2 separate regions of the Gossypium hirsutum genome follow, and region 1 is linked to region 2. The links are chromatin contacts, called in public Hi-C maps. All regions are on one chromosome and are shown on one strand. The core of a region is the stretch at or near the end of the contact, and the rest is flanking DNA. Distances in the headings are between cores, read along the strand shown.

Region 1 (4,202 bases), core at 827-3,326, 200 kb after region 2:
ATTTCATAATTTTTGGTTTGTCCAATTATTACAGTTTATTCATTGAAGTCTCCCCTATTCTGCTGTTTGACAGTTCTGACCCTTTTGTACTAAAAATTAATTATCTCCTCGTAAAGGATTCGAATGATGTTCCCGTTTGTTTCTCTTGAAAATAGAATCATTCAATATTCTAAAAATATAAATTTAAGCCCCTAATTATTTTTATCCAATTTTTGATGATTTTACAAAGTCAGAACAGGGGAACCCAAAATCATTCTGACCTTGTCTCACAAAATTTATCATATCTCATGATTTACAATACCATTGCTTACATCATTTCTTCTATAAAAAACTAGACTCAATAAGCTATAATTTTATATTTTATTCATCCTCTAATTCCATTTATATATTTTTGGTGATTTTTCAAAGTTGGACTACTGCTTCTGTCCAAAACAGTTTTAGTGCAAAATGTTGATTTCCATTTTGCCCCAAATTTCACAATTCATACAATTCAATCCTTGCTCAATTAACCCCTCAATTAAGATAATTTTCTCAATTAATACTTTTAATAGACATTATAAGTTATTTCATAACTATTGAAATTCAGAATTTCCACATAAAACTTTAACTTCAAACTCTTTTACAATTAGGTCCCAAACATTCACTTTCTATTCAATTCTTTCAATAAAATCAACATATAAATAATTTAAAGCTCTAATTCCATTCCAAATCATCATATACTTCCAGCACATATTCATAGCAACTTTCAATGTCTTTCATAGAATAAAAAACTAATGAATTCAACAAGTGGACCTAGTTGTAAAAGTCACAAAAACACAAAAATTTTAAGAAATAATCAAGAATTGAACTTACTTGAAGTAAAAATATGAAAAAACAGCTTAAGGGAACTCTTTCATGGTGTTTTTGCTGATGAGAATGCAGAAAAATAAAGAGAAATCTAGATAATTCCACTTTAGTCCTAGCTTTATTAAGTAAAATTTTCAATTTTCCAATTTTACCCTTAATTCTCCTTATTTTCTTGCTGATTTCATGCCCTTTCCTCAAGGTCTATTTTCCTTTTAAACCCTCTTTCTTTTATCATTTAAGCTATTTAATCATTTCCCATAATTTTACATTTGATACAATTTAGTCCTTTTTGTTCAATTAACTATCAGAACTTTAAAATTTCTTGACGAAACTTTAATAATAACTTATTAACACTCTATAAATATTTATAAAAGTATTTATGGCTCTATTTAAAATTCTCGAGTTCTCGATACCTCGTTTTCGATTCTAATTATTTTAATATTTATTTTTAGTACACTATTCACTATTTCAAAATTTTTCCTAACTTCACATTTAACTTATACTCACTAAATTAATAATATTTCCTACTCATTTGTCGGATTTAGTGATCTTGAATCACTGTTCCGACACCGCTGAAAATTAAGCTGTTACAATAATAGATGAACTATTTGACCTCTAGAGAAATGATTGTATAAAACAATAACGCCTCATCATCTGAAACCCTTTTTCCAATAGTTCAATGTCATATCAATATTTTCATCCTGAAAAAAAAATCAAATCCAAAGTAAAATATTGAAATTCATAATGAAATTGCTGATGTGGCATAAAACTATTAGAAAAAGGGATAATCTATGTTTCATACAATCCAAAGGGATAATCTATGTTTCATACAATCCTTTCTCATTGCAATAAAAAGATTAAATTATCTCAAACAATATAACTTATTTTAATTACAAAAAAGGCATTTCTATAATTTCCTTAATTAAGTTGGTGACCTAGTTGAGGGTGATATAAACTCAGTAAAACACTTAATAAATAGTATAAATATTATTAAATTTAATTATGATAATCGAGTTTTAATTTAGTAATGCATTTAAATGTAAAAAAAGTATAAAAAATAATATTAATGTATCAAAATTTATTACAGTATAAAAATTAAAAATAAACTAAAATATACAAAGATAAAAATTATCTTTTATAAATTAAAACTATCTTTCCTTTCAGTTTCTTTTTTTTTGAAGTAAAATCGAAAATACATTAAATCAGAGGATATGTGGTATAGTGATCAAAGATTTAAAATCACCAGCTGTCTAACAACTATCAATAGCGTATTTGTAACTGAGGCGGTGCCTTGGGTTTACCTAAAATTAAAGGAAAAAGAAGAAAAACTAAAAGAAAATGAAACGCCTTTGATAAGACCCTAAATCAATGCAAAAACTTAAGTATGCCAAAAAAAACCTAAACCCTATCATCAATTAGAGTCACATTTCCTTTTCTTCGCATTCTGTAGTTATGGTGGAATATACTGGTTGTGCCTTTTCTTCACTGCAAAGATTCTCATTTAAAGTGCTTTTACCAGATTTCTCCTAAATTTGAGTTCATCAGATAATGTTGAGGACATGCGTGTTTATGTTGCAACCCCGAACTCAGACAAAATGTCCATATTCTACCGATTCTAGAGCCTTCTTTGGTCATTGGCGATGATGGGTTCAATCTCCATCGGTACTTCTTCAACCCAACAGGATGGATTATCCAAATTGTATCCTCGACTAGTAAAGGCATGCGCTGCTTCATTTGTCTTTCGAGGGGTATATTCAAGGGATAAGGTAATAAATTTGATTTTTTTCCTTTGGATTTCACTAATGATGTTGCCAATCACTGATCTATCCACTAAATCTGACTTAAGCTTTTTAATGACTGTAAGGGTATCACCTTCGACAACCATATCTCGAAAATCCATTTCTTCCCCAAAAATGACTGCTTGTAGACATGCCTTCGATTCCGCAGTGGTCAGATCCCCTGTCCTTCCTATTGGGTAAGAACATGCTCTCATAACAAATCCTTCATGGTTTCTTATAATAACTCCCGCAGTTGCTGTCATGTCTTGTTGCAAATATGTTGAGTCAAAATTGGCTTTGACCTGTCCTTCCATGGGGGGTCTCCAAAACATCTCTCTTGGAATGAGTCTGGTTTCTGTTGATGATTTAACTTGCTCTAACTCCCTTAAATAAGCTTTAATAAAACCGATAACCTCTTGTACCCTTTCCTTTTTTCCTTCATGATAAATTCTATTTTGTTGTACCATATTGCCCAATTAGTAATTGCCATGACTGTGCATACTTTAGTATTATTCGTGTGGAAGAAAAATGCTGACCATTATTTCCATATATGTCTTGCGTTTGATTGCGAGGTGTCCAACCCAACTTCTTGTAGGACCTGTTTTGTGAATTCACAATCTCGAAAAATGTGTTCCATGGTTTCTTCTTCAATTGAGTAGATTGGGCATGCAACATCATTCCTTAGTCTTCGAAATTTAAGAGTACTAAGCTCGGAAGAAAATTATTGACCTCCCTCCATAGATGTATTTTTATTTTACTTGGGATCGAGAGATTCCGAATCTTTGTAAAATATTCTTTATTGGTGATTTGGTCTGTAATATAATTCTGTAGGTGTAGAGTCTTAGACATTAGCCATTTAAAGCCACTTTTTACTGTGTATTCGCCTGATTTGTCCCATCTCCATACTAGAACATCCTGCTGCATCCTGTTTACCAAAGGAAATGACAAAACTGCCTCCACTTGCTCTCCTTCGAGTAAGCTCCATATTGCCTCGTAGTTTCATGAAAATGAATCTTTATTGATTAGGTCTGCTACTTTTGAATAGTTGATATTTATGTTTTGACTTTTTACTCTTCTATCATTAGGGGTGGGTAGCCAAGCGTCATTCCAGATATTTGTTGATTCACCATTCCTTATCCTCCAGCTTGTTCCTTCTTCAAGTGAGCTTTGTGCGTTCCAAATGCTATGTCTGGTAAAGGAGGGGTAAGCTCCTAACCTTGCATTTAAAAAATTATCACGCGGATAATATTTTAATTTCATAACACGCGCAAACAAACAGTCAAGTTGGGTGATTAGTATCCATTCCTGTTTAGGCAACAAGGTCGTATTAAACATTGTTCAGTCCCTAAACCCTATACCCTCGAATGCTTTTAGACTACACATCGCTGACCAACTACAGCAGTGTATGCCTTTATTAAATTTTAAATTGCGCCACCAAAGTTTACTCTTCAGATTTTCTAATTCCTTGCAAAGTAAAACTGGTAACTTAAAACATTGCATGTTATAAATCGGAAAAGCTTGTAAAATTGATTTGATAAAAATTTCCTTACCCCCAAAGGACAAATTGCGAATACTCCA
Region 2 (4,458 bases), core at 659-3,158:
TTAAAGGAGCTATGGGTCAAACCAAAGAGTGCAACTGAACATGCTTACCATATAATTAGCATCAATAAAAGGATCATTGACTGCTACCACATCGAAATCATCCCTAGCGATTGCTACCCGTAAAACCAACCTTCCAATCCGACCAAAACCTGTGAAGGTTCATTGTGAAAATGAGTTGTGACAAGCATCTAAACTAAAGGTCAAAAGCTGATTGAACCTTAACGATATTGTAAAGTATCAAACTCGTAACAGTAGTGTCAGCATTAAACTGGGTTCCAATTTGCACATATGTAGCTTATGAAACTTTACAACCATACATACTCTAATAGCATATAAGGACTGCAGTTTTCACAACTTTGTTTTCCAAAGGGGTGAGTACCTTACCCCCATCCACACTAACGCAATAAGCTAAGCTCAGTAAGCTAGTTCTCTGCTATTTGCAATAACACTAGCATCAACTTAAAATATGCACACTAACTGAAGGTGAAATAATTTTCTATGGAGATCAGTGAAGCAAAAAGATGAAGATACGTACAACTACCAAAAAAAAGCATGATTATAATCAAAACAAGGAAACATACCATTGATTCCAACCTTTGTCTTGCCACTGCTCCGTGACCCTAGTCAAATTAAATTAGAAATAAGTCAAAAGCAGAGAATCAGTCCATACAAGTTCTAAATTAATTTGAACAGAAATAAATTAAGCCGCTTTCTCCTTTTTACCCTTCCCTATCATATAAAACACTTACTTGCAATTGTAGTAGGAATTTCCGTAGCAGTGGCTTTGATAGGTTGGATACTCCTTGAATTGCATTTCCTAAACAGACAAATAGTTTTTTTAAAAGAGACCTTCAATGCCAGAGTAAAAGATTAATAATATGCACAAATGAAATAATGAAGAAAATCTTGATCAGCCAATATGGAATAACTCAACTGTAAGGAAGAAGACTTAGTTGAAACTGCAGGACCAAAAAAGGAATTGAGATTCCCACCAAAACCAATACTTGAAACCTGAACAAGCATTATCATTTAGATTGTCACAGAAGTAAGCTGAGACTGGTCGCTAAAAATATACCATTAGTAACATAAGAAATGTGAAAAGAATATAGGATTAAATTTAAAGTTCATTTAAAAAGCAATAATCTGTCGCACACGAGTTTTTACAGATTTCCTTTATATTCATTATATTAACGAAAACGAGCAAACGATGTTTTCTCACCAACCAAGCAAACAAAATGTGACTGAAAAAACCTATATATATATGCAACTTACTAAACAAAACATGCATTACAAGGTATTGTAATTCTTAAGACTCAGTCGGTTACCAAGAAAAGTAGCAGGAAAAGAAAGACGAAGCTACAAATTTCAGTCGTTCAGTTTAAGTTTAGCTCAGTTACTATTATTTTTCCTTTAAAAACACATAAAAAGAAGAAAAGAGAAATAAAAGAATAAACTATGCAACTAATTTAAAACAGGAATTAAAAAAAGCTCTACGTTGTTGATCGGGGGGGAAGCGAAGAACCTTGAGACGATGGGAGGGTGAAGGAGAGAGGTCGGTGCGGGCGGAGGCTTCAAGGAGAGGGGAGGCGGCGGCAGTGGATCTGATGAGAGAAGAGAAAGCCATTCTAAAAGCGCTCTTCCTCCGAGAAAGCTTAGGGGTTTGGGGAGGCAGCAGCAGCAGCCCAGGCGAGGAATAAATAATAAGAAATTATGGTGAAATGTTTGAGAAAACGAAAGTGTTTTTCGTTTTTTTGCGTCCTTTTTATTATTATTATTATTATGTATTAAAAGAAAGAAAACAACTGTTTAAGAAAAGAAGAAAAATGGAAGAGCGGAGCGGAGATTCTAAAGAAGAGTGGAAACTGGAAAGGTAAAATAGCAAAAATGAATACCAACAACTCTAAAAGTGAGTCCACATTTTAGATTGGAAATATGGAAATGAAAAATAGCTGGCTGTTTGGTAAGTAGCAACTACCAACCTAACCTCAGCCTTGTTTGTTCTCTCCTGTATTAAAATTATGTCTAATATATCTTTTAATCATTTAATTTGATAATTAGATTCACTTTAGTACTTAAACTTAATAATTAAATTCTTTTTAATCTTTAAATTTGTATTTCTTCAAGATTTAATGATGCGACAGTTTGATATTGTACCATATTATCACCTAATAATTTTTAAAATAAATATATTTTAATTTTAAGTGATGACTTAGCACAATTTCAAAATATAATATCATACTTTTTTTTTATTACCAGGCCAAAATAAATTTAATTATCAAATTTAAGTGTCAAAATAAAAAATATATATACAAACACCAAAATACACTTAATTGCTAATTTTAGAGACAAAATTATATTAACCCTTAAAAAGATATGTGCAATAGTTGGTCAAAAGAATTTTTATCACCCAAAAGAATTTTGTTTCGTTTGATTATTAGTATAATAATATGAATAAAAAATTTATATATTACAAATAATTAGATATAAAATAAAAAATAATTAATACAAATTTAAACTTGAGATAAATAATACTCTTATCATTCGCATATAACAATATTTATTAATTAATTATTATTTTTTTAAAAATAAATAAAATGTAAACTATTTAATTATTTTAAACGAATGATAAACTTTTAGGAATAATGATAAGATTTACCCTTGTACTTTAACAAAATTGTCCATGTAGTACTTATAGTTTCAATTTATCTGATTTGGTACTTGCATTTTTGTTCTGTTTGTTAAAGTGGTACATACGCTTAATACAGTTAATGACATGGCATGAGACTAATAGGAAGATGACACATGGCAACTTTTGCCACGTCATTTAAATTGTTATCAATCTCTTGTGCCATCCATAGGGACTTAAAGCTAATTTACCTAATATTTATTATTAATCAAATTATAAAAAGAACATCTTTATTAATCAAATAAAAAAATGTCTGTCATCATCTTCAATTTTCTTCCCAGAAATCTACAAGATCTAGAAATTTCAACTTGGTCAAGTTTTTGTCTTTGAAACCGTTGTCAGAATCTTTTGGAGGCTCGTGGGGTGGGGTTTTTGGTTTTGGTAGAGGTAGAGGTAGAGGTAGAGGTAAGGCTATGGATACATCATATCAGCAACAGAGAGATGAGGCTCTTCTTTGAGTTTACTAATTTGATCAATTTTCATTCCATGCTTGGAATATGGTTCCTTCATATCTTACTCTTCTTTTTTCAAGTAATTTGCCTATCATCCTTGATCCATATTGGTATGGTATTACCAATAGAAAAAAGCAGTTTTTTTCTTTCTTTTTGGTGAATAAAAGGTGCAAGTAAAATTAAAGATAAGAATAATTAGTAGTAATCAATATTGAAGTTTCATAATCACTGAAGTTTAAAAGTAATATGACAATCATCTCTTAGTGGTTCAAATCTGAAACATTAATCACTAAAAGAAATATTGAAGTTTTATAAAAATATCAAACTTTTAATGATTGAGAATATTGAATGATTCGGTGAGATTCTTTTAGGGAAAAATTAAATTATGAATAAATTAAGAAGAAAACGAAATAGAAAGGGGAGAAGGACGCTACACTGCATTGTATGAACTCCCCGTACCAACCATAGAGAAAATAAGAACAGAGAGAAGAAAACAAAAAACCTGATAGGAAAAGACAAAGTGAGTTTGTAACGTAGAGCGGGAAAACTGAGCCTCGAAAGCCACGTTGGATGAACAAAGTGGGGGCCTTATTTAAGGTTTTTTTCTCCTTTTAGATTTCCCCGGTGGTTCTCTACCTCGCCTCTTGGCTTATAGTGGGTAGGTAAGGTAAGGCTGGTTTTAATTTTTTCCTTTCCATTAATTAATTAATAATAATTGGGATGGAACCGTTGGTCTATTCTCTCCCACCCTTGCGGAGGTTAGGAGTGTAGACGGTCTATTCTATGATACATTTTTGCTTACATACGACGCCACTTCTTTTCGGTATTGGTCGCATGGATCAACACCTTGCTTTCCACGAGCATATTTTGGGATAATACTTCAACTTGACAATTCTTTTCAACTTAGTCCCTAAACTTTTTTTTTCTGTCTAGATTGGCTCTATTCCATCAAATATTTTACTCCATTTTTGTAACATCGTTAATGGGTGATATCGTGTCACTTTGAAATTGTACTACCACATCATCATTTAATTTTTAAAAATGTATATTATTTTTAAAAATATAAAATAATAAAAAATTATAAAAATATAAAGAATTATAAAATTTTATAAATATATTACCATTGATTTTTTGTCAAATCCAAATATTTCTCATCTTAAAGTGATGCACACTAAATGTTTCAACTGCTCCATCACAACACAATAAGATGAGTCCTAAAAAGATGTTGGAAATATATGTTGGTTATGAATACTCTTTTATAATTAAGTACAATAAGTCCTTTTTATAACAATCATCCTTTATTATAACATTTCATTATAA

Evidence for each region. Hi-C and Micro-C count contacts between places; a contact is called where the count stands out from the background.
Region 1: a Hi-C map of leaf shows a contact between it and region 2, with 1.8 times the contacts expected there. The contact joins the promoter of LOC107916901 here to the promoter of LOC121229134 in region 2. A contact is called at or near these places in 2 of 34 Hi-C or Micro-C datasets (both in leaf).

The regions. Positions count from the first base shown.
Region 1 is chrA01:17,662,769-17,666,970 of Gossypium_hirsutum_v2.1, forward strand. It overlaps LOC107916901, which reads left to right and starts at 2,077. Exons shown (of 6, transcript XM_041112818.1): 1 at 2,077-2,612; 2 at 2,711-2,821; 3 at 3,534-3,598; 4 at 3,710-3,827. The coding sequence starts at 2,760.
Region 2 is chrA01:17,459,176-17,463,633 of Gossypium_hirsutum_v2.1, forward strand. It overlaps LOC121229134 (glyceraldehyde-3-phosphate dehydrogenase GAPCP2, chloroplastic), which reads right to left and starts at 1,909. Exons shown (of 14, transcript XM_041112481.1): 1 at 1,523-1,909; 2 at 935-1,011; 3 at 750-817; 4 at 582-620; 5 at 49-149. The coding sequence starts at 1,624.